Linked DNA regions of Mus musculus: all the other regions are linked to region 2. Evidence: chromatin contacts called from public HiChIP or PLAC-seq, Micro-C and promoter capture Hi-C data. All regions are on one chromosome and are shown on one strand. Each heading gives the region's core, a stretch centred on a gene start, on an enhancer-like site or on the middle of the called end of the contact. The rest is flanking DNA. Distances are from core to core; before and after follow the strand shown.

Region 1 (3,002 bases), core at 396-2,895, 850 kb before region 2:
ATAAAATCCTGTGAGAGCAAGGATGCTGAGATGATAACGACAAAGATTTAGCAGATTCAATGTAATCACTTCATGGCAGTAAGAGATAATGAAACTTCATGAATTTAGGGGTCTAAAGAGCTTTGAGCAGCAGAAATTATAAAGATTTTTTTTCACATCCTCCTCTATAGTTACATATATTAAAATATACCAAAAAAAAAAAAGTTAGTGAAGCCTTTTACATTAGTTTGGGCTTAGAAGAATTGTACTGAAAGCTCCAAGAATTACAACATACTATGGGGTCTAGGTTTGTGGATCATTACAAACAATAGCCACAGTGCTAAAAACAAAATATGAGTCACAATTCAAAAAAGAGGGCAAAGGGGGAAAAAATGAACAGAGAAAAGCTTTAAAGTCAAATACCATTAAGAAATTTGTTACTTAAATGACTGCCGGCGACAGCCACCACACTGACTTTGGAGTAAGAAGGAAAGGTCCACACTGTCCTCTCCTCTAGAACAAATTCATTAAGCCCCCCCAAATACCCATTCCAGCTTCAAAGTCCAGGCATCAACAGTCAGCCACATCCGCCAGCAAGAGCAGTAATCTAACAGATCTGAGTCACACACTCCCCCGCAGTAAGAGGTCATTCTCTAGCAGGAAGCCCACTCTGCAAAGTGCTCTTGTTCTACTCCCAGACAGCCACCATGACCCACATAAAGCCAATTCTTCGACCCCAGAAGCTGCCGGCCATCTTCTCCCTCCCTCCCCAGCTCGCATCGGCCTTTTCCTAACCCAATGCAGCTAACACTACTCCTGTGACAAGTTTCCTACCTGAGAACCACTCTTAACTCGGATACATCTTAGCCGTGAAGGATCCATCTAGCTCCTAGCTCAACTCTTTTGTGCCCAACTAAGCTCGTGCCTTTCCAGGAACTACTCACCAATTACCTCAGAGAAGCTAAACTCTCCATGCCTCTTCTCCCCAAACCCGACTCAGCCTAACAAATTCTCAGACGGCCCGAGGGAGTTCAGAGACCCACACCTATGTCCACTAGGGACCAAGCCACAGGGGTCCCTAAAATTCGAACCACAATCCCTCTCCCTCAAACCACGGCACGGTTTGCCGGTGTTATAATATAACATCAGGAGCGCATAGCCACTGTAGTTCAGTCTCGGTAATTACGACTGCCTTCCTTGACAACGAAATCCCAAAATATCAAGCCACTGAAGTCCCGGGTGGATGCCAAGACCCCCTCCAAGCCTACAGTCACTGGAGTTTCCCAGGTCGGACGCAGCTCCCCCCAAGGCCCAAGCCGCCAGGAGTAGCTTGCTACCCCAGGCTGCTGCACGCCGGGGACTCTGGCCGCGTCCCCATTGTTGCGGGTCCCAGCGGCCCCGGCAGGGAGTAAGGGGACCGCAGGGGCTCTCACCTCCCGTGCCACGGATCCGGGCCGCACCGGACCGGGCTGGGCCGTAGGACCTCGCGTTCTGCCGCACCCTCTTGGACAGTGTCTGCGGCGGCGGGAGCCGGAGAAGCGGCTGAGGCGGGAAGCAGCCAGCCAGGCCCGGGCGCCGCAGGCTGGCTCTGGCCGAGGGTCGGTCTTCTCCGGCGGCGGCGCTCTCAGCCTCCGCTCGCGGTCCGCGCCAGAAAGCTTCCCCCTCCCGGCCCTCTCACCCGGCCACCCGGGCGGGAACACAAGCCACCCGCAGCAAAGTTCCGCTGTGAGTCCTGTTGTTCTTTCCCAGGGAAAGACACTAAACGGCGATTCTTGGGTGAGTAAGGTGTATTTACTACAGAGGACCTTTTCATGAATAAGTGAGACTAAAAAAATAAAATAAGAAATAAAACAAAATCGAAAACAAAAACAATCCCATGCTAGAACCTGCCTGGAACTGGTAGAGCCAACTGAATGGATTTTACTAACTACCAAAAACACACACTTATCAGTACAAATGAGCCTGAGCTCCTACACTTCTCAATTTGGTATTACGTCAAAACATACCGGGAACGAGATAGTGCGGATATGAGGTGTAAATTCGTTGAGGGTGCTGTCAAAAGTCAATGCTACTACAGCTGTAGCTTCCAACAAAAGTTGTTCTTCCTTGAATTGATGCATGCCATTGTAATTCTCGGTCTTCCTCCCTTCCTCCCTACCTGTCCGTGGTTCCTGTTGACTGCAGCTGTCTCCAGAAAACTAGCAGAGGCGACGGCCGAGTTGGGAGGGGGGAGTACTGCGGAGGGGGGATCGCACTCAAACGTAGGTTTCTCCCTGAAGTTGGAGATTGTTATGCTCCACTTTCTTATGAGCTGTATTGTTGTCTCTTTCCACTACATTACCTTGGCTCTCCACCCGCAACCCCCACCACCGCCAAAGTGAATATGAGCGAAAGATGAAAATATTGGGTATGTGGGTCTGGTTTTTTTTTTTTTTAAGTTTTTTTTGTTTGTTAGGTTCATTATTGGTTTTTGTTGTTGTTGTTTTGGTTTTTCGAGACAGGGTTTCTCAGAAATCCACCTGCCTCTACCTCTCAAGTTCTTGAATTAAAGGCATGTGGCACCAGTCCAGTTATTAGAACCATCTCTCAAATTACAAAAGTTTAAATATGTACAGATAATAGCCCTATAAATGACCAGAGGGACAAAAATGAGACCAGAGACTCTAAAGGAGCCTTACTTATTATCTCTCTTCACATAAGTGAGCTTATATGAAGAACTTATTTCTCTTTCATAACTGAGCTTGGAGTAACAGGAGCCAACAATGGCTCCCCGCCCTCCCCCACCGCCGTCCCGTTCCCCCCTCCCTCCCCGTGATAGAAGTTTCTTCTATTCTTTCCTCTCAGGAAGCCACTGTTCTGAAACATATAGATGGCTATTGATGGCTCTTCATTCAAATAAACTTAAAAGAGCTGGGCAGTGGTGGCGCACGCCTTTAATCCCAGCACTTGGGAGGCAGAGGCAGGTGGATTTCTGAGTTTGAGGCCAGCCTGGTCTACAGAGTGAGTTCCAGGACAGCCAGGGC
Region 2 (3,414 bases), core at 336-2,835:
AGGGCCTTGCTCCCCACAATCCAGAGGAACTGGTCTTCTCAAGTCAGGCTTCCACAGGGAGCCACTCTGACGACCGGTGTGGGTCTGGACACAAGCATCAGGCCCACTGCCTCTGCCAAAGCCTAGCTGGGATGCTTGAGCGCACACGGGGCTACAGGCAGCAGACTCCTTACCAGCCCCTCATTCAGCTTGCCCACCACCCCCACATCACAGTATTCCTCTGGGGAACCAACAGGTCTACTCAGTATCCTAGGCCATATCCCTGGCGTTCCAGCCCCGAGTGTGAGAAGCCCAGCAGCCGTCAGCAGATCTCTCCAGGCCGGCACACAGGGGCAGCAATATGTCGGTTGGTTCACTACTTCCACTTCCCCCCCATCCCAGCAGCCACCATCTTCCTTGGCCTTGGAAGTGACAACAACCCTAACTCCTCCATGTTCCCTCCTATTGCCCAGACTCCCCTGGCCCTGGCCCAGACAAGCCTTGGATCCCAGGGAATGGAACTTCCCGCAAATGCTAGAGGCCTGGCCCCTGTTTCCCAGTGTGACTCTCAGAGTCAGACCAACCTCTTGCAAAGGGTCTGCCCAGCTCAGCCTAGGCCCACCCCAGCCCCTGGTGCCCCTCCTCCTATCAACAAGGCCCACCTGGGGCAGGAGGGCGCAGAAGCAAGGGAACGGCAGAGTGTGAGAAAAGCCTTAAAAGAGGGGCAGATGATTTGGGGGTTGATACCTGCAGAGAGAGGGAGGGAGAGAGACAGAGAGAGAGAGAGAGACACACACACACAGAGAGAAAGAGAGATCTGGTGACCTGGAACAGAGGCCCTGCGGGGAATCCTGCTACAGAGAACTTGAGAGTAGTCAGTTTCCCTCTTAAAGAGGTTCTTGAAGGGTCAGAGTGCAAAGAGGGAGAATACAGATCCCAGAGTAAGGAAAAGAGGGAGTGGGTCGAGGCTTGACCAGGGTCCCAAGGAATGCTCGTGCCAAGAGAAATAGAACAGGTGGGGCTTGAAGGTGGGAGCCGGCAGGGTGCTGAGGGTTTAAGAAAAGCCTGAGAAAGTGCGGAAATACACGGCAGGGTCTGAGTTCTCTTGAGACTGGATAACAAGGGGGGGGGGAGATAGTCATACAAGGTTTGGTGTGTGGGATCTGGGATGAGTTGAGGGTCTGAATGAAGTCTGGACTAGGATTATAAATCTAGACCAATCCAGAGTTTCGGATCTTAAAAGGGTGGCTCCTACTGGTTTCAAGCGCAGGTGTAGGGTGCAAGGCCAGGCTGAGCAGTTTCAGGTCCTTGTCTGGGGATTAGCGTAGAGAGTCAAGGGTCCCAGAACGGGGCGCTGCCTCACCTAACAGAAGCAACTTCACCTCCCGCGCCGCCTTCTCGCCGTCCTCCCGCAGGTTCTTGTCGATCATTTTAGAGCGCTCGGCTGCCGCCTTGTCCTCGGCGCTCACGGTGCAGCCCATCCTGCCGTCCGCCGGCCCGGCCTGGCCCCCACACGGCCCACGGCCCGGCTCGGCCCCGCCCGACCCACTCCGCTCCCACCGCCGGCCCTCTGCGGGAAGCTCTCAGGTCCGCAGTTCCGAGCGACTGCGGGAGGCGCCTTCCCGGCCGCCGCGCACCGACGGCGGGGCGGGCCAGGGGTGGGGCCCGGGCGAACCAAGCCCGCGACTGGGCCGGGGCGGGTCTGGAGGAGGGGCCGAAGGAAATTTAGGGATGGTGATTGGTTGGAGGGCGGAGCCAAGGGAGAAGTTAGGCTCAGTCCAGCCTTAGGCGCAAGCTGAGAGCGGGGCCGCAACGAGGGAAGACACCAAGGGTAGAGCTAACACAGGCTTAGGCCTCTGGGCGGGCTGCAGGAGGAGCTAGTCTCCGATTGGATGCTGAGAGCCTGAGGCTCTGTTTCTGGACTGTAGGACTAGTTGATCTAGTAGCCCAAGGGTCAGGACTACCTGCCCTCGCCACAGGCCAAATAGAAACCAGGACTCTGAGCATTTGTGAATTATGAGAGTAAGATGGAGGAGGTGTGTCTTCTTCACTTGCTAAAACTGAGCCTATAAACTTATTTGGAGATCTACTAAACTCTGCGGAGGGTCACATGATCTCTTTCTGGACCTCGATTTTCTTTAAAGCAGCGCCCCCTCCTCTTCTGTGTAGGTTGCACCACATTAAAAACAAAAAGAGTTCACTGCCGCCTTTACACCTTTGAGTGGACTATCTTCTGTCATCTAAACGTCGTCCTTTTGCCTGATAGGTTGGGAACCTTTCTCCTGCAGGCAGCAATCCGGGGCTTCAACCAGAGACCAATGAGACTGGACTCTAGGAGAGATAGACAAGAGAGAGTTGTCATTGGACTTAAGGAAACAAACGTTGCCATGATCCTATAATCTGTTCCTTCCATCCTCTGTCAGCTTCTAGAGGCTTCTTCAGTTCCATGTCTCTTCTGGGTAGTGGCTGTGATCCTGTGGCTGTGCAAAGGTGGAAGTGGAGCTATTTCCAATCTTTGTGATCTGCTTTTTAAGAGGGGCCTATGACCCACCAACTTTGATTGGACGATTGAAGTGTGCAAGGTGTTCTGAGTGGCCCCAGACTAAAGCCAGAGAAGGACACTGCCATTAAGAGTTGGTCACAGGGCTGGAGAGATGACTCAGCGGTTAAGAGTGCCGACTGCTCTTCTGGAGATCCTGAGTTCAAATCCCAGTACCCACATGGTGGCTCACAACCATCCTTAATGAGATCTGACACCTTCTTCTGGTGTGTCTGAAGACAGCTACAGTGTACTTACATGTAATAATAAATAAATGGGGGGCGGGAGGGATGGCTCAGCGGTTAAGAGCATTGACTGCTCTTCCGCAGGTCCCGAGTTCAAATCCCAGCAACCACATGGTGGCTCACAACCATCTATAATGAGATCTGAGACCCTCTTCTGGGGTGTCTGAAGACAGCTACAGTGTACTTACATATAATAATAAATAAATGTTTAAAAAAAAAAGAGTTGGACACAGCCTCCTGTGAGAACAGCACTACCTGGACAAAGCGCGTGTTCCAGCTTCTACCCTCCAACTTGCTGGCTTGCTCTGGAGTGTCCGTGTGTCTCAATCATCAGAATGTCTTCCCTGTGGAGGTGTCATTAGCCTGTAATCATCCAGTGGTTCCCTCGGGGAACCTACCTGAAGCCTAAGCGGGCCCTGCCCTAGGCATGCAAGAAATAGGATAAGAACACATACTGCTACCTGTGGACAGTGCTGTTCTCTATCTATCTATCTATCTATCTATCTATCTATCTATCTATCTATCTATCTATCTATCTATCCACTTGTAGGACTTACCTCCAACGTGACAGATTCACAGAACACACCATGGACATGAGCACACACAGCCGAGCACAGTCTACTACACGCTGAAGACAGACAGATCCCTCTT
Region 3 (2,994 bases), core at 65-2,564, 930 kb after region 2:
TCTAGATGCTTATCTGCTGCCAATGGGATATAGATAGATTTAAGTAGTTCAACCTGAAATTGTTTGGGAGGCTCAAACAGGAAGGGTTAGAATTATGCTATTACTTACTGAAATTCTTCTTCAGCCCTCAGAGTGTGAAAGGCCGAAATGACACCTTTTACCTGACACCTGAGCCAGTTGTAGCTCCCAACAGCCCAATCTGGTACTCAGTCCAGCCTATCAGCAGAGAACAGATGGGACAGATGCTGACCCGGATCCTGGTTATACGAGAAATCCAAGAAGCCATTGCCGTGGCCAATGCAACCACCATGCACTGAGGTGCCTCAGCTATAGGAAAAAAGATCCAGGAAAAACCAGACAGACTTTCACACTAAAGGAGAGGCCTCCACATTTTTTTTTAATTTGTAGTTATGATGCTTTTCAGGCTACTTCTGTTCAAAATGTAAAAGACGATATTGCCCTCTTTGCATCTTCATAAAATGGGCAGACCCCTGGTTCATAGGGATCTGGGTTTTCTGAGAACCTGGTGTCCTAGGAAGTGGTTGGCTTTTTCTTTTCTCTTTTTTTCTTTTGTCTGGGGCGTGGGGAAAGGAACTTGGACTGTATGGAGAGATACAGACCCTTCCCTTCCTCAGGGAAGATGGAGCTGCTGATGCATCAGCCTGTCACTCGGAATCGGCAAACTTTACTGACCACTCAGAGCCACATTTGTTTTTTGTTTTTTGTTTTTTTTTTTTGTAATGCTCAGACATAAACTTAACATCTTGATGGAAGAAGAATAAGGGGAACTTCAATTATGATTTTTATCCAGACAATTTCTATTACACCCTTCTTTATGACAAGTGACATAAAAGTTAAAGTAAAAACTTTACCATGCGCTTTTTTTTTTTTTTGGCCTAACATTGAGGCCTTAAAAATGAGGCTCCTGTGCCTGATGGAATTCTTGTAACATACACTTGTGTATCATATAAAGATACCACTCTTTCTCTTATGTATTCTTATTCTAGTTGTTTATTAAGAATGACAAGCACGTCTTTTCAACAAGCTACTGGAGAACGTGTCTTTATTTGGGGGAGGAGCTCTGCGGGGGCGGGGGAGTGGAAACAAAACTTAATTGAATGGGCCTGGATCCTGCTGTGGTGGGATGCGGGGAGGGGTGGGACAGGAAACAGGCCTTTGGCCTTGGGCCTGTGAGCTCGATAAGCACGTGGTTACCCAGCTCTGCCAGCTCCGCCTCTATACGGGGCGTGGCCCTCAGTACGCACGCCCTACGCCTGGCGTCATCGACGCACGCAACGTGTGACGGAATAATCTAGTTTATATTGGCGCGGTCCGGACGGCAGAGGCCTCTGCGGCGCGGTCCTCGGAGCGGCGCGGTTCTCGGAGCCACGCGTCTGTCTTCCTCCGTGGTCATGGCGGACTACCTGATTAGCGGAGGCACCTCTTACGTGCCGGACGACGGGCTCACAGCGCAGCAGCTCTTCAACTGCGGGGACGGCCTCACCTACAAGTGCGGGTCTAGGGCACCCATCGGGGCGAGGCGAGGGGCCGCACGCTGGCGAGAAGGCCGGATGAGGGAGGGCTTCATTGAAACTGGTGGGAGCGGATGGGGAACAGAATCCGGGAATTCCTTATCGCCGAAGACTAACTTCGACATATGTGAAGCAGGGGCAGGGGTTTAGAGGGTGATTTCAATAGTATTTAATACTTGAGTCGTGAGACACAGTTCTCTGGATATGTGGAATATGTTAGCGTGCACTAATGACACCTCGGTGGCATCCACCCAGTGACATTTTGCCTGTGTCACACTTGCTGGTACAACTCCCTGCTCAAGAGTTTTATGGGATGATATATGGAGTTGAAGTTTCTTGGTGTCACAAGCCTGAGAGACCTGCTTATTTCCCTCCTACAGTGATTTTCTCATTCTTCCTGGGTATATCGACTTCACTGCAGATCAGGTGGTGAGTAATAAGGCACTGGATTTTTGGTTTGGGGGGTTCCTTTTTTTTTTTTTTTTTTTTCTGAGACAGGGTTTCTCTGTATAGCCCTGGCTGTCCTGGAACTCACTCTGTAGACCAGGCTGGCCTTGAACTCAGAAATCCGCCTGCCTCTGCCTCCCAAGTGCTGGGATTAAAGGCGTGCGCTACTTCTGCCTGGCTCTATTTTGTTTTTGAGACAGCCTGCCTACATTACTTTGGCTGTTCCAGAAGTGGTTTTGTTGACCCTAATTATTAGTGTCAACGCTCAGTCTTGTTTCTGAGTGGGTACTGTTATTACAGTAGGCATGTGCCCCTGTACCCACTCTAGGAACTGGATTGGTAAATATCTAGGAGGGGTAAGATGCTGCTGTTCGTTACTGTGAGCTTACTGCACCAGGCTAGGCTTTGTGGTGAACATGGCAGCTCACCCAGGGCTCCTGGGATGGACCCTGAGGAATAAGCTGTATTTTCCTTTGCTGGTCCTTTTTCTCCTCAGGACTTGACGTCTGCTCTAACTAAGAAGATTACACTAAAGACCCCATTGGTTTCCTCACCCATGGACACTGTCACAGAGGCTGGAATGGCCATCGCGATGGCGGTAAGGCTTGAGCGCCATGGGTGCCATCTTATAGCCAAAGATTGTGTTTCTGTTTTATCACTTACTTGTGTGTTCGTCTTGTAGCTTACAGGAGGTATTGGTTTCATCCACCACAACTGCACACCTGAATTCCAGGCCAATGAAGTTCGGAAAGTGAAGGTTAGAAGGCCAAGCATCATGGCCAAGAGTTGCTGGGAATTAGAGGCGTGGGGTGGAAGTGGAGGGTTTGTTTTGCTAAGCGTCCTTTCTCCTGCTGTGAGCTTCAGCTACTGAGGAGGAAGACCCAAGACCCCATTTCTTAGCTAGAGCACGCACGGTGCTTCCAGACCCCCTATGTCCATGTTTGAGCATTTCATTTCATTTGTTTCCGTGGCTCTGCTATACAGGACACTTAGGCATGGACCTCATCCTTTAGAA
Region 4 (3,394 bases), core at 245-2,744, 830 kb after region 2:
GGCACATTTGGCCTGCTAGAGCACATCTGGCCTGCTACTATGCCTGGAAGGCACCAAGCTCTGCCTCTTGGCAGAAGTGGCTTCTGTTTGCATAGTTATGGCTCATCCTGGTGTAGGTCCATAAGGCCCTTTTTCTCTACCAAGAGAAATGACTGGAGGTACTGACCCCAGACTGCCCGCAGATTTTGTGGTTCCTCTTGGGTACTTGGCTACCCAGAAACTGTCAGGAGTCTCCTGTCGGTGCCAAAGCTCTGAGAAGTAAACAGGCATCAAGTGAGGCCTTGGGTATTGATGGGTGGTTGATACTTATCTTTAAAGATGACAGATCCCTCTACATAGGCTGGGAAACACAGAACAGCTAAGGATCTTTCAGTCGTACAAAAGAGGAAGAAGGCTAGTATCCAGCTCCCACATGAAGCACTTCAAACACCCTTGTCTACCTACCCCAAACTCTTAGACAGGTCCAGATGCCTTCACTCCCTCATCCATGAAACCAAAGCTTTCCTGATGCCTCCTAAACTGGACTAGGAAGCATCTGACAAGGGGGTCCTTTCCTTAAAGCTGTGAAGCCAGGCATGGCAGCACATGCCACCTTTGATCCCAGGAATCCAGGGCTATGTAGGGATACACTGTCTCCAAAAAGGACAAGGTTTGGAAAATATGCTGACTGTTCATCTGAGGTCTCAGATTCCTAGAGTTAGTTTTAACCTGTGTCCTCAAATACTGCTGAGGAGAGGGCTCTGTAACTAACCATCTTGTGTTGTCTACAGGACATAGGTAGGACTGAGTTTGCAATCTCTTTGCCAACAGAGCCAACGGATTCTGGGCACTGTAACGACTGAAAAGTGTTACTTTGTGCCATTCGAGGTGCTTTGGCTGAGCCAGATCTTGGCACTCCACTGTGTATACATACCTGAGCAAGTATATTCAGGCCCACATTGATGTACTGTGACTTACAGACTGGCCATCTACAGCCCCAGGCTGCTGTGTATTACTTGTGCCTACATGTATATACCAGCTTTTCATGCAGTGTGCCAGGGTTAAGCCCATTCTCAGGAGAGGAGCGCCTGCTACTCTTTCAGGAAGTACTTGTGTGGTGAAACAAGGGGACTTTCCTGAGATAATCCCTGTCAGGCACACTCTCTTCTGATCAGGTGCCAGAGAAAGAGTAAGGTCCTGGGGTGTAGAATAGCATAGAGCTTGCCAGGAGTCACTTTGACTCCTATATTACCAGGACATTTTAGAAAAGTGGTCCTTAGTCCAATCCTGACTGGGATCCTGTGACTTTTGCCTTCTATGTGCACAGGCTCCCATACTGGATCAGATAGGTTTGGACTTGTCACCTCCGAGGCCACCCCCTCCAGGCAGCCCTCCGAAGTACTCAACCTGCTCCGCCCCCAGACTTGGGGGGGGAGGGGAGAGTTCTAGGGGTCAAGGGTCACCAGGCGGGCTAGATCCCGGAAGCGGAAGCACGGTGTACTTCCGGCGCGCAGCAGGCGGCCATGTTGGAGCGGCGGAGGCGGCGCAGAGGTGCGTCCTGGGTCCCCGCGGCGGCGCCGGTAGGTTGGAGCCGCGGGCCTAGCGGTGGTGCGGAGTGGCTGCCCATGAGGCCACAGGGCGGCAGGGCGAAGGGACTGGGTGGCCGGCCCTTCCGGGATCCTCATTTTCCCAGGGCTTGGCCGAGACACCCCACCCCTACCCAGGACCCCACCCTGGGGGTTCTGAGGATCCTGTCGGGCGACCACTGCCCACCTTACACATTTCGCCGCCGCCGTAACCCCGACTCCCCGTCGCCGTTCAGGCCCCGGGGCCTCGGTCTCCCCGCCTGAGGGCCCCGATCTGCCCCTGATCCCAGTCCGCCCGATTAGTATGCCCGCCCCCAGTCTTCTGTCAACTTCCTGTGCTGGCCCCAAAGGAATGTGTGAAGGCAAAAGTCAGCCTGGCTGCAGCCTCTGTTTACAAAGCTTCTTGAGAGCCAAGAAGCACCCTCCCTCCCATGGGCTCAGAATGACCTAGGCAAAGAGCCCCTTGGTCCCCGCCCCGTAATATGAGCGCCGGAGGTTTGGGGTGGGAGGTAGGTCGTCCCCCTCTGTCCTACAGTTCATAGCCCACCCATTCAAAACATAAATAAATAAATAAATAAATAAATGAAAGCATTAACTTGGATTGTACTTGAAGAGCATCCTCTGGGGAGGGGAAGTGCCTCAGACACCTGAGGATCCAAGAATGTTTCCAAACAAAGAGCCCCAGGGCACTTTCTCCGGGGAGTCTGAGGACTGTGTGTCTGCTTCATTAGAGCTGTGCAGAGCGGCGGCACAGACGGGCTCCTAGACTCCAGGGACCTGTCTCATCCCAGCTGATCTTTTAACGCTCCGGTGCAGCTGGGGAATTTACCTTTTGACTCGGGAAGCCCTCAGATGCTGCGTTGGAGTGCTGGGTGTAACTTCTGAGTGACAGCCATGGCTTCCTTAAGGAAGCATAGGACGATTTGAGTGGTCCCAGACAGCTGCATCTGTTGGGACCACTAACATCTAAGGTCTGTTGCCTTTTAAGCGCTACGGCTTGGCCTACCTTCCTAGTTGGAATCTTTCCCTGTCCTTTGTCGTCAAACCTTGAACTCCTTGGTCTCGTTGCCTGGTCTCTTGCTTGCCTTAGAGATGTTTGCAACTGTCTTTTTTTTTTGGGCGGGTCTGTGTCTTATATTGGGTTTGAACTCCAAGACTAGAGCTAGGAATCAGGTCACTGAGTATCCTGTCTATAGACTCTGGTAAGGAGATGAGCCACCCCCTGCACTGGAACGTTGGCAGTTGGATGAACAGTGGTGGGGTGGACATCAGGTGGTGTAAGTCTGGGTCTTTGGGCCTATGTTCAAAGGCCTTAGTCTGTCTTCCTCAGCTACAGCCTGGCCTTCATCCATATGGTCCGTACTCTTCTTTACTTGATAGCCTCTGCAGGAGTTGCTACCCTTTTTGCTCCATTTGTACCTGCTCCTTTTTTGGTTGGCACGCAGACAGATAGGTAGATGTTACTGCTTCCAGGAGTCCTTCCCTAACCTATTAGAAGCTGGCTTGGAGAGCACCATCTGCTTCTAAGAACCTTTAATGGCAGCTGTGTCTTCACTTCCGGACTGGGTTCTTTGAGGACTGAGGTATTTGCTTATATTCCTGGGACTGAGTCTAGATATTTAGAACACCAGGAAAGAAAAGAATCAAAAGGAAACAGGCGTGGTAGTGCACAGTGTTGGGCAGCTGAGCAGCAGATCGTGTGCATCGACACGTTCCAGACCGGGAGCATAGCAAGCTCCCTGTCAAAGAGGAAAGAGTAGGATGTAGCTGAGCTCTTGGCGCGCGTTTGTGATCCTAACAGCTGGGAGGCTTCAGGAGGAGGAGTCTGA
Region 5 (3,415 bases), core at 694-3,193, 960 kb after region 2:
CTTGGCTACTTTCTCTAGCTCCTCCATTGGGAACCCTATGATCCATCCATTAGCTGACTGTGAGCATCCACTTCTGTGTTTGCTAGGCCCCGGCATAGTCTCACAAGAGACAGCTACATCTGGGTCCTTTCAATAAAATCTTGCTAGTGTATGCAATGGTGTCAGCGTTTGGATGCTGATTATGGGGTGGATCCCTGGATATGGCAGTCTCTACATGGTCCATCCAGAGATCTCTTAATGCTCTCTACAAACTCCATTCCTTAGCAGCCAAAGGCAGCCCTGGGTCTGCTGATTCACACCACCAAGGCCATGTATAGATTGTTTTTGTTTTGTTTTGTTTGTTTGCTGTCATTGTTGTTTTGATACAGGTTTTTCTCTGTGTAGTCTTGGCTGTCCTGAAACTTGCTCTGTAGATCAGGCTGGCCATGAACTCAGAGATCTACTCGCCTCTGCCTCCGAAGTGCTGGGATTAAAGGCAGGTGCCACCACTGCCCAGCTAGGGTTGCAGAAATTTAACCCAGGCAAGGTCTGTGGACATAGTGCCCTCCCCATGTTGACATTGATAGTCTTTGGAGGACTTGGGGGGGTCTCCACAACACCATGGTTAGGTGTTTGAAGCCTATCATCTACTAAGAACTCAGAAAACAGGAGCTGTGTGTGATGTGGCTAAAATGGGTCACCCTAATAGGCTCTGCCCATGAAGGGTGAAAGACAGGAGTCCTAAGAATCTTGAATACTGGAAGCAAGAAGTTGGGCCTTTGAATGGTGCCCCTCTGGGGGGGGGGGGGCCGCTGGCTTTGAGGGTTGTCAGTTCATTCCAATATGGACGGCCTGATTCTCATCAGACCACAGGATTAGCTTTGGGAATGTGATCTCCCCAGAGGCCCCCGGGTCAGCTGGCACCTGGTTATCAGTCTCTCACCCTGCCCTGATCTGGAAGGTGATAGATTCGTAGCACAGACTGCCCAAAGATAACTTCAATAAACAGTTGGAACATTTGTCTCAGGGTCGTGCTGCCCAGCCTATGATGGAAGGGTCCGCTGAGGGAAGTGTGGAAAACGAACCTCTCTGTCCGGTTACGGAAAAGGAAGCTCTATTTTAGTAAACTGGATTCAGAGAGCGCATCTACGAAGCAGCCATGTTCAAAATAGTAAACACACGGTCAAAAGAAGCCTTGGGGTGGACACTGCAGCCTCCCCGGCCCTTCCCAGAAGTGTCCTGCAGACTTACCAAAAAGCAGCGGCTTGAGGCTGAGGGTTCGGATGAAGTGATCCCTGCCCGCGACCACCTGGACTTTCCGCTCATATCCCACCTAAAGGAAAAATACACAGCAGGCAGCTGGTGTGCCAGGCCGCACTGCTCAAGAAAAAGTCCCGTGTCAGGGAGCGACAGTAGCAAAGTAAGTAGGCGCGCGCGTGACCCGCACACAGTGATGCGTGGGGCACCGTGGTGGCCCAGAGCTGAGCCACGGTTCCTTCTGGCTCGGCTTGGCAGTGCTTGAAGCTCCGCTCGGGGCGGGAGAGGAGGGGATGTTCTTACCTTGATGCCCTCCAGCCGGGTGAGGGGACCCAAGGTTGGCACTGGCTGGGGGCTCTGCTCGCGGCGCTGGGGTCCGGGGTCTGTGCTCTCGTCTCCGTTGCTGTAGTGCACGAAGAGCAGCAGGGCCAGCACGTTGCCCAAGTACAGGTGCACGAACACCATCAGCACCAAGAAGTAGGCACGGGAACAGATGCCCCGCGGCTTGCACAGTGGCCGCACCGGGGCGTCTTCACTATCGCCTGGTCTGGTCGCTGCCCCGGAAGGGCGATGCTCCGGTGGTAGCGGCCACTGAAGATTTGAGGCCTCCTCGACTGTCTCAGCCTCAGGCCGCTGCACGGTCGCCACCGCTGCCGCCATGGCGCCCAGGTCGCGCGCGCGCCCAGGGGAGGGGCCGCGGGGGTGCTCGCGTTGCGCAGTCGCTGGGACCCGGACGGCAGAGTCAGCGCGCCCGGCGGTCACTAGGAGACGGTGCTCCGGGATGCTGTGCCTACACGGAGCCGCACCCATCGGTCCATACTGAGATCCTGGGACCTCGCTCACACCCGGCTGGTCGTTTATGGAGCTGTATATACTCCAGTGCAGAAGGCCATCCACAAACATGGAGGCACATCAGCGGAGCACCGTTAGGACAGACACCATTGCAACTAGTAGTTTCTTGGTTCCCGGGAGAAGACGCCCCCCCCCCCCCCCCCCGGCCCCAGAAAGTGTAGTGGGCATTTTCTCACTCTTGGGAGAAGGGAGTCAGAGAGTGATAGAAATGGGACATACGACATAGTGGGATGCTGAGGCCAATGACTGCACACTGGATGATGAGATTATAGAGCAGTTCCCACGAGTTCGATTTATTTAACTAAAACATTTTATGTCTATGGGGTGGTTTGTTTATGGGTATGTGCACTCCATGCATGTCTGTATATGAGGACAGAAGGGGCGTTGGAGCTGGAGAGACTTACAGACGTTTTTAAGTCTCTATGTTGGTGCTGGGACTAGAACCGGTGTGTTCTCCAAGATGGATCTTAGCTAAAGAGCCTCTCTCCAGCTTCCGTTTTTGCTTTTATTAAAATTTTTTTCTTGTTGTTTTTTGTTTGTTTGTTTGTTTTGTTTTGTTTTGTTTTTTCGAGACAAGGTTTCCCTATGTAGCCCTGGCTGTCCTGGAACTCACTTTGTAGACCAGGCTGGCCTCAAACTCAGAAATCCCCCTGCCTCTTGCCTCCCGAGTGCTGGGATTAAAGGCATGCACCACTACACCCGGCTTATTATTAAATTGTTTTTAAACAATACACACAAACAAAAAACCAAACCAAACCAAAAAAAAAACCAAAAACAAAAAAACAAAAAAAACACCCCAAAACAAAAACCAACCCAGACAGGGTCTCATATAGTTCAGGCTTGCTCATCAAACTTGAAAGGAGCAGAGGATAAATTTATTCTCCTGCCTCCACCTCTCAGATGCTGAAGTTAGGGCTGGAGAGATGGCTCAGTGGTTAAGAGTACTGATTGCTCTTCCGAAGGTCCTGAGTTCAAATCCCAGCAACCACATGGTGGCTCACAACCATCAGTAATGAGATCTGATACCCTCTTCTGGAGTGTCTGAATATATATATTTTAAAATGCTGGAGTTACTAGGTATGCACCAAGATATTCAAGATATTCTTGAAGGTCCTTCGGCAGTCAGACTGGACCACTGAGGGAATCCTGCAAGTCAGACTTTGGTGAGAGGCTGCCCAGGGTGCCCAGGTTGGGCTCCACCCAGTGTCCCTCAAAATGAAGCAGGTGCTGTTTGTGACGCTTGCCTTAGCTCCTGGATGGGAAGAGGGAGGGTGGAAGGCTTTCCCCTAATCAGGACACCTCTGAAGAAAATAAAACTCAGATTATA
Region 6 (3,359 bases), core at 537-3,036, 860 kb after region 2:
GGCCCAGGCCATGTGCTTGCTTCCCTTGTGTCTGTGTGTACTTGAGTCTCGGTGTCTGCAATGGACATGTGTTTATAACCCTATGTCTGGCCCTGAGTCCCTGTCCAGTCAATGTCCCTAAGTCTGTGTCCCTTATATAGTCCCTGTTCCTTGGTTACATCCTTATGCCTGTTAGCAAACTCCTATTGCATGTGCAGTCTGAGACCCCAGAATACCAAGATTGTGTTCCCAAGGTCATGCAGGAGAGACTGTTAAGCCCTTGCCTGTGTCTCCATAGAGGAGGGAGCCGATCCTGACAGTATTGAAATGGTAGCGACTCGGGTGCTAGACATCTCCATCCCGGCCTCACCCGAGCAGATCCAGCGCCTAGCCAGTGAGATTGCAGAACGCGTCCGAAGCCTGGCCGACGTGGACACAATCCTGGCCCATACCATGGGCGACGTGCGTCGGGCTGAACAGCTACTGCAAGATGCGCACCGGGCACGGTCTGACCCCCAAGCCTGGTCCCCATTCCTGAAACCTGGTCCTGATACCTGTAGACCCTGATCTCCCCTCTTCCTCAGGAGCCGGGCCGAGGGTGAGAGACAGAAGGCAGAGACAGTCCAAGCGGCACTGGAGGAGGCTCAGAGGGCACAAGGAGCTGCTCAGGGTGCCATCTGGGGAGCAGTGGTTGACACACAAAACACAGAGCAGACCCTGCAGCGGGTATGACTTCCTTAGGACGAGGTGATGGGCATGTACTAAGGATCTGGCTTGCTTTGTCTGGGACAGGGAGGTCTTACTGTGTAGCCCTGGGCAGCCTGGAAGTTACAGAGATCAACTTGCTTCTCCTTCTCAGTTGCTGGTACTAAAGGTGGATTTGTTAAACCTGGGCCTTTCTGTGGCAGGTCCAGGAGAGGATGGCAGGTGCAGAGAAGTCTCTGAACTCTGCCGGTGAGCGGGCTCGGCAATTAGACGCCCTCCTGGAGGCCCTGAAACTGAAACGGGCAGGAAATAGCCTGGCAGCATCTACAGCGGAAGAAACAGCAGGCAGTGCCCAGAGCCGTGCCAGGGAGGCTGAGAAAGTGGGTTGGGCGAAGCCCTCTGGATGGGGTAGGGGTATTATAGTTAGAATTCCACTGAATTAGTATACCGACCCTGCCTCTTACATCTGCAGCAACTACGGGAACAAGTAGGTGACCAATACCAAACAGTGAGGGCGTTGGCAGAGCGGAAGGCTGAAGGTGTTCTGGCTGCACAAGCCAGGGCAGAACAACTGCGGGATGAGGCTCGGGACCTGTTGCAGGCCGCTCAGGATAAGCTGCAGCGGCTACAGGGTGAGGACCATGGTGGGCGGGAGCTAGAAAGGTGGGCTTGCGTGAGAAAAGACTTGAACTATTTCTTGACCCTTCTAGAGCTGGAGGGCACATATGAGGAGAACGAGCGTGCACTGGAGGGCAAAGCGGCCCAGCTGGATGGGCTGGAAGCCAGGATGCGCAGTGTGCTCCAGGCCATCAACTTGCAGGTCCAGATCTACAACACCTGCCAGTGACCACTCCCTAGGGCCTAGCCTTGTCGCCAAGCACTGTTCTGCACACGATCGTCCGCACATTAAAGAGCTCCTGGCTAGCAAGAGCTTTCAATAAACCTGTGTGAACCTCCTCTGTGTTGTCTGGCCTTTGATGGGAGGGGCGGAGGACCTTTATACACGCCATCAGCTGTAGGCTACCAGCAGAGGCCGAGCACCGGAACCCCTCCTCTTCCTTTCCCGCCCTCCCCAAAGCTGCCCTTCACCAAGAGCTCCCACTCTTGCCGGAAGTGCGTCATCAGCTCGGCACCCCGCCTCCCGTAGCCGTAGCTAGAAGTCGAAACAAAACAAGCGGCTGAAGCAGCGGCGAAGGCGGCGGTGGCGGAGGAGCCGGGACGGGGGAGGGGCGCGCCGGAACCGGAACCGACCCGACGCCGGAACCGGAATCGAGAGCGTGTTGCCAGGGCCCGAAGAGGGCTGGTGGCGGCGGTCTCGCTCGGTGAGTGGTGTGGGCCTCAAGTCGCCGGTTTGGCCGCAGCGGGGGAAGGCCGCAAGGTTGGCCCGGGGCGGGCCTGTTCAAGGTCACGGGCCGTGCCAGCCCCGACATCTCGAGCCTCGCGGCGTGCTCGGCCTACCGATGCCGACCGAGCCGTTATGCTACCCCTGTGGCCGGCCTCTCTGTTTTTAAGAGGATTAGCGGCGAGCGAGGGTGGCTTCCTGGAGGAGGTGGTGGCAGGCCTGGGATTCGGAGGCTGGAGGAGGGCAGCATCCTAGCCGGGGCGTTGGTCTGCGTTCAGTAACTCTGCGCAGCTTCTCTAACCAGCTGGGATCTCCGGATAGTTTCTCTGCCGCTTCGACGGCTTTCAGAGCATGGGGGAGGGATTCCGGCTGTGAATCGGGCCTCGGTGTAAGGAGGAAACGGCGGGTGCTCTGCCCAGAGGCCTGGACGGACTGTCACTAAAGATTCCGCTCATCACTCTTATCGTCCAAGGGTATTTTTATCACCCCACTCTCCCCTAAGGGAACACAGGCTACAGTTCAATCTCCTTCGTCTCGCAAGCCGGGCTTGAGGCTGCCAGGGCTAGTACTAGGTCTACGTTCCATCTCCACCCTCACTAGTTTTGAGAACTTCACTTTGGATGGAGGGAGCCCGAATCCACACACAGGTGGGAAACAGATCAGGCCTCCGTGGCTCAGAGCTGATGATGAAGGAAGGAACCTGGAGACAGGGGTGATGTCTGTTTCGTTGTTAAGCCTATCACCGTGTCTTAAAACTGGAGTCCACTCCTCATTTTTTTTTTTTTCGAGACAGGGTTTCTCTGTGTAGCCCTGGCTGTCCTGGAACTCACTCTGTAGACCAGGCTGGCCTCGAACTCAGAAAATCCGCCTGCCTCTGCCTCCCAAGTGCTGGGATTAAAGGCGTGCGCCACCACCACCCGCCTCCACTCCTAATCTTTAAGGCTGAGGAGAGAGAGATCGATCCTTCTTTAGGTGGAAACAAAAGATCAAGTTTCAGGAGCTGGTTTATGGCAAAAAATAGGAGCCGGCAGGAAGCAGACTAGATGCTTTAGTACCAGAGCCTTTCTGGTTAGTGGCAGCACCTGGGGCCGTTTTCAGCTTCAGAGTCTGCCCTTCTGCTGCTCTGACTATTCCTTGGTCTCCCTCTCTGCTGCCTGACTCCTTCACTCTCTACTTGTCTGGCGGTGACTAAGCAGCCGGCGAGAGTGAAGGAAGCAGAGCAGGCTGCTCAGAGTGCAGACCTGTGGGTTGGAGCCATGGCTCTCATCCAGAGGATGATCCTGGTCCCAGGCCACAACTGCCTTGACCTAGCACTTCCTCAGTGCAGCCTTCC
Region 7 (3,054 bases), core at 544-3,043, 750 kb before region 2:
GCCCTCCAGGCTGTTTCTGCGGTCTGAACTTTTACTGAGGCTGGTCCAGTCCCCTTCCAAAAAGGTCCGGTCTCGGTCTGAATACAGAAGGTGTGGAGGGGTCCTATCCCGCACCCTAAGGTCAGCATCCAAGTTCCGATGCCGGGTATATCCGTCAGTGAGCAGCTCATAGTGCACAGGGAGAGGTGAGGGCTGGTACTGCTGGGGATAGCGAGTCTCCTCGGCTTTGGCAAAATCCACCCGGAGCCTGCGATCTGGACCACCCAAGGGGAAGCCCCTCATTTTAGCACAGGCAGCCTGGGCTGCGTCCAGGCTCTCGTACTGGATGTAGGCAAAGCTGTCTCCTTTGACGTGATCGATGGTCCGAATGCTCCCGAAGCGATCGAATTCCCTGGCCAGGGCCGCCAGCGAGGTGTTAGGTCCGAGACCACCCACCCAGAGGCGGGTGGTGGGGTTAGCCTTGCCGTAGCCTATCTTTATGGGGTTTCTGCCAATCACCCGGCCAGACATAGCCACCTTCGCCCTGTGTGCCATGTCCAGATTCTGAAACTTGAGGAAGGCATAGGCACCACCCTGGCCGCGGGCAGGCCTCTTGATGACCACCTCCTCGATGATGCCGTACTTCTCGAAGGCCCGTCGAAGCTCCACCTCAGAAACACTGTGGTCCAGGTTGCCGATGAAGAGGTTTCGAGTGGCTCTCTGATCATCCTCCGGCATCAGGTCCTCCTCGCACACGGCCTGGTAGCCGTACGGGCGGCCGCGGTCGTCGTACAGCCCGTAATAGTCCAGGGCTCGCTCTCGAGACAGTCCCACGGCCGCCGCGGCAGCAGCATCCAGGGCGAAGGCTGCGGCGGCGTGCCGCGCGCGGGGCTCCCGCAGGGGCGGGGCGGCTACCGGAGACAGCGAGCGCTGCTTGTACTGGTAGCCACCGTGCAGGGGCAGATAGCCCAGGGGGTCGGCGGGCGCGGGAGGCCCGGGGGGCGGCGTGGAGGCGGCGGCGCTGCTGCTGCTACTGCGCCGGCTGCTCCCGCCGCCGCGCAGGTACACCGGCTCCACCTTGAGCGGGCGATCGTAGAGCAGCAGCTGCCGGGCCAAGGCGTGCTGGCGAGCCTCCCGCGCGTCCTGTGGGTGCCGGAAGTTCACGTAGGCCACGCGGCCCAGCTCCGGGGTGTGTGACAGGCGCAGGCTGATCTCCCCGAACCGCTTGAACTGGTGGAAGAGCCGGTCCTCCAAGTGCTCGGCCGGCAGCGCGGGGCTCAGGCTGCTGATGAGGAGCGTCTTGTACTCCGGAGCCGCGGTGGAGCCCGGACCCGCGGGTTCCGCCCCGGGGGGCGGCGGGGGCGGCGGGAGTGGAGATGCGCGGGGCGACGCGCCGCCAGCACCCGGGTCCCCGGAGGCCTTGCCGGTGCGTCCCCCGCCTCCGGGCGCGCCCGAGGAGCGCCCGCCGCTCGCCCGGTGATTCGCATCCCCGGCAGCGCGCCCGTCGCGATGCCCGCCGCCTCCGCCGCTGCCGCGGGGCTTGTCGCGAGCCCGCGCCGGGACCGGGTGCTTGGTACCGCCGGAGGCCTTGTGCGCTGCCCGCCGCCCGCCCGCCTCTGCCTCTCGTTCGCGCTCCCGCGGCCGCTTGGCGGACGATGACGAGCCACGCCCGCTCGGGCTGGAGTCTCGCTCGCTCTGCCGCTTCATCGCGCCGGTTCGGCGGGCGGGCGGGCGGCCCGCGGGTCCCTCAGAGCGGCGGCGGCGGCGGCCCAGGAGGCAGCGCCCCCGGCGCCGCCATCTTGGACAAAAGGACTCGGCGCGGCGGCGGCGGCGGGGCGGGGCGGGAGCGGCGCCGAGGGGCCCGGCGCTGCGTTATCAAGCTGCGCCGGCCGCGACACGTGACCGCGGTGGGCGGGCCGAGAGTTTCGCTCGCTGCCTATCACGGAGCTCCGTGGCCCCGCACCACGTGACATCTTGGCAACCAGAGGAAGCGGCCTGTCTTGCGAGCTTTGGCGCCGCCGCGTGGCTGCCGGAGCCCAGGCACCCGGCTCCTGGGTCGCGCGCAGATTCCCTCTCGAGCTCGGCAGGCCGCGGCTGCGCTTTCGCTTTGTGCTCCAGGGCTTGCTTGCTACTCCGGGTCCGCCTATCTTTTTCCGCCTCGGGGCCACGCCCACCGGAGCAGGTGTGGCCGCTTGGCCCGAAGCCAAGTGTTGCGCGTCCCACTCCAACCTGCCACTAGATTGAAGAAACTCTATTTCCTTCCATGGAGTTTTCTGATTAGGACCAGAGTTGGCCCCCTTGAAAATAGACACACAAGGATGCCTACACCCTGCCTAGGACCCACATCCAGGCATCTTATGCATTCGAATTCTTCAGGCACTGTCCTGATAGACACAGGTGAGACCTCCCCGGGGTCCAGGTACAGAAACTAGAATGCGTTTGCAACCTACAGACAGGCATCTTGGTGCCACTGGGTCCAAATTTCTGCTGTAGGTGTCTGGGCGGACAGGAGGCTGGGAAGGTGGGGCTGCTGAGCCAAGGGTAAAGAGCAGGTAATGCCATTATCACTTCTTGCCAAGTTGACAGACTGCTGGCCAGTGTTCTGACCACATCCAGGAGATGAGGTGAAGTACCGGCAAGAGTACTCAAAGGCCCCTAGGGCTTATGCTCTCCACAGACGGTTGCTGGATCATTGATGCATCTGTAGGATGTCGAAGAACGCACCCAGCTCTTCCCTCCTCCCATAAGCAGAAAGCAACCAGCAGGAGGAGAAAGTGCAGGAGGAACTTGGAAGAAACAGCAGAGGGCTTCATGTAAGGCCCTGCGAATGCAAAGTGAATTTGGGGACCACACAAGAAGATAGCTAAGACGAGCCTTTTGGAAAACATAACTTCTTAGCAGTTGCTCCTTTCTCATTATCTCTGGAGGCAGCAGGAGCAAAGTTTCCCCACTGAGGCACAGTTCACAAGTGCCAGCAAAGGGAGCAACTGAAAACCACAGTGCACACAACTCCCTCAGGCCTTCCACTACAACCAGCTCACACTGCTTCTTTGTAAACCGATTCCTGCCAACTTT

The links. Promoter capture Hi-C pulls out the DNA fragments that hold promoters and counts their contacts. A called contact is a pair of places that touch in the nucleus more often than the background predicts. HiChIP or PLAC-seq counts read pairs in DNA pulled down with a chosen protein or histone mark.
Region 1: a contact with region 2 is called in a promoter capture Hi-C map of pre-B cells, with 4 times the contacts expected there. The contact joins the promoter of Rad54l2 here to the promoter of Gnai2 in region 2. A contact is called at or near these places in 2 of 39 promoter capture datasets (hippocampal neurons and pre-B cells).
Region 3: a promoter capture Hi-C map of erythroid cells shows a contact between it and region 2, with 6 times the contacts expected there. The contact joins the promoter of Impdh2 here to the promoter of Gnai2 in region 2. A contact is called at or near these places in 4 of 39 promoter capture datasets (cranial neural crest, erythroid cells, liver and 1 more), 5 of 484 Hi-C or Micro-C datasets (B cells, CD4 T cells, CD8 T cells and 2 more), 6 of 115 datasets of contacts at active chromatin or transcription factors (bone marrow-derived dendritic cells, bone marrow-derived macrophages, embryonic forebrain and 2 more) and 2 of 9 other capture datasets (adipose tissue and liver).
Region 4: an H3K27ac HiChIP or PLAC-seq map of bone marrow-derived dendritic cells shows a contact between it and region 2, with 2.6 times the contacts expected there. The contact joins the promoter of Ccdc71 here to the promoter of Gnai2 in region 2. A contact is called at or near these places in 1 of 39 promoter capture datasets (liver), 1 of 484 Hi-C or Micro-C datasets (olfactory sensory neurons) and 2 of 115 datasets of contacts at active chromatin or transcription factors (bone marrow-derived dendritic cells and bone marrow-derived macrophages).
Region 5: a contact with region 2 is called in an H3K27ac HiChIP or PLAC-seq map of bone marrow-derived dendritic cells, with 7 times the contacts expected there. The contact joins the promoter of P4htm here to the promoter of Gnai2 in region 2. A contact is called at or near these places in 2 of 115 datasets of contacts at active chromatin or transcription factors (bone marrow-derived dendritic cells and large pre-B cells).
Region 6: a contact with region 2 is called in an H3K27ac HiChIP or PLAC-seq map of bone marrow-derived dendritic cells, with 6 times the contacts expected there. The contact joins the promoter of Usp19 here to the promoter of Gnai2 in region 2. A contact is called at or near these places in 2 of 39 promoter capture datasets (fetal liver and liver), 1 of 484 Hi-C or Micro-C datasets (B cells), 4 of 115 datasets of contacts at active chromatin or transcription factors (bone marrow-derived dendritic cells, double positive thymocytes, large pre-B cells and 1 more) and 2 of 9 other capture datasets (adipose tissue and liver).
Region 7: a Micro-C map of embryonic stem cells shows a contact between it and region 2, with 1.9 times the contacts expected there. The contact joins the promoter of Rbm15b here to the promoter of Gnai2 in region 2. A contact is called at or near these places in 3 of 39 promoter capture datasets (erythroid cells, hippocampal neurons and neural stem cells), 2 of 484 Hi-C or Micro-C datasets (CD4 T cells and embryonic stem cells) and 4 of 115 datasets of contacts at active chromatin or transcription factors (embryonic forebrain, embryonic stem cells and large pre-B cells).

Annotation. Positions count from the first base shown.
Region 1 is chr9:106,787,568-106,790,569 of GRCm38.p6, forward strand. It overlaps Rad54l2 (RAD54 like 2 (S. cerevisiae)), which reads right to left and starts at 1,646. Exons shown (of 22, transcript NM_030730.2): 1 at 1,413-1,646.
Region 2 is chr9:107,633,758-107,637,171 of GRCm38.p6, forward strand. It overlaps Gnai2 (guanine nucleotide binding protein (G protein), alpha inhibiting 2), which reads right to left and starts at 1,586. Exons shown (of 9, transcript NM_008138.5): 1 at 1,343-1,586. The coding sequence starts at 1,460.
Region 3 is chr9:108,559,122-108,562,115 of GRCm38.p6, forward strand. Impdh2 (inosine monophosphate dehydrogenase 2) reads left to right here and starts at 1,315. Exons shown (of 14, transcript NM_011830.5): 1 at 1,315-1,510; 2 at 1,913-1,961; 3 at 2,476-2,577; 4 at 2,662-2,736. The coding sequence starts at 1,413. It overlaps Qrich1 (glutamine-rich 1), which reads left to right. Exons shown (of 10, transcript NM_175143.5): 10 at 125-1,046. The coding sequence ends at 317.
Region 4 is chr9:108,459,059-108,462,452 of GRCm38.p6, forward strand. It overlaps Ccdc71 (coiled-coil domain containing 71), which reads left to right and starts at 1,495. Exons shown (of 2, transcript NM_133744.5): 1 at 1,495-1,559. Gm51295 (predicted gene, 51295) reads left to right here and starts at 36; the gene lies at 36-102. It also overlaps a transcript of Klhdc8b not described here.
Region 5 is chr9:108,595,669-108,599,083 of GRCm38.p6, forward strand. P4htm (prolyl 4-hydroxylase, transmembrane (endoplasmic reticulum)) reads right to left here and starts at 1,944. Exons shown (of 9, transcript NM_028944.4): 1 at 1,540-1,944; 2 at 1,231-1,312. The coding sequence starts at 1,896.
Region 6 is chr9:108,488,890-108,492,248 of GRCm38.p6, forward strand. Usp19 (ubiquitin specific peptidase 19) reads left to right here and starts at 1,787. Exons shown (of 27, transcript NM_027804.4): 1 at 1,787-2,006. It overlaps Lamb2 (laminin, beta 2), which reads left to right. Exons shown (of 33, transcript NM_008483.3): 29 at 278-485; 30 at 564-705; 31 at 888-1,064; 32 at 1,157-1,316; 33 at 1,395-1,641. The coding sequence ends at 1,531.
Region 7 is chr9:106,885,282-106,888,335 of GRCm38.p6, forward strand. It overlaps Rbm15b (RNA binding motif protein 15B), which reads right to left and starts at 1,794. Exons shown (of 1, transcript NM_175402.5): 1 at 1-1,794. The coding sequence starts at 1,686.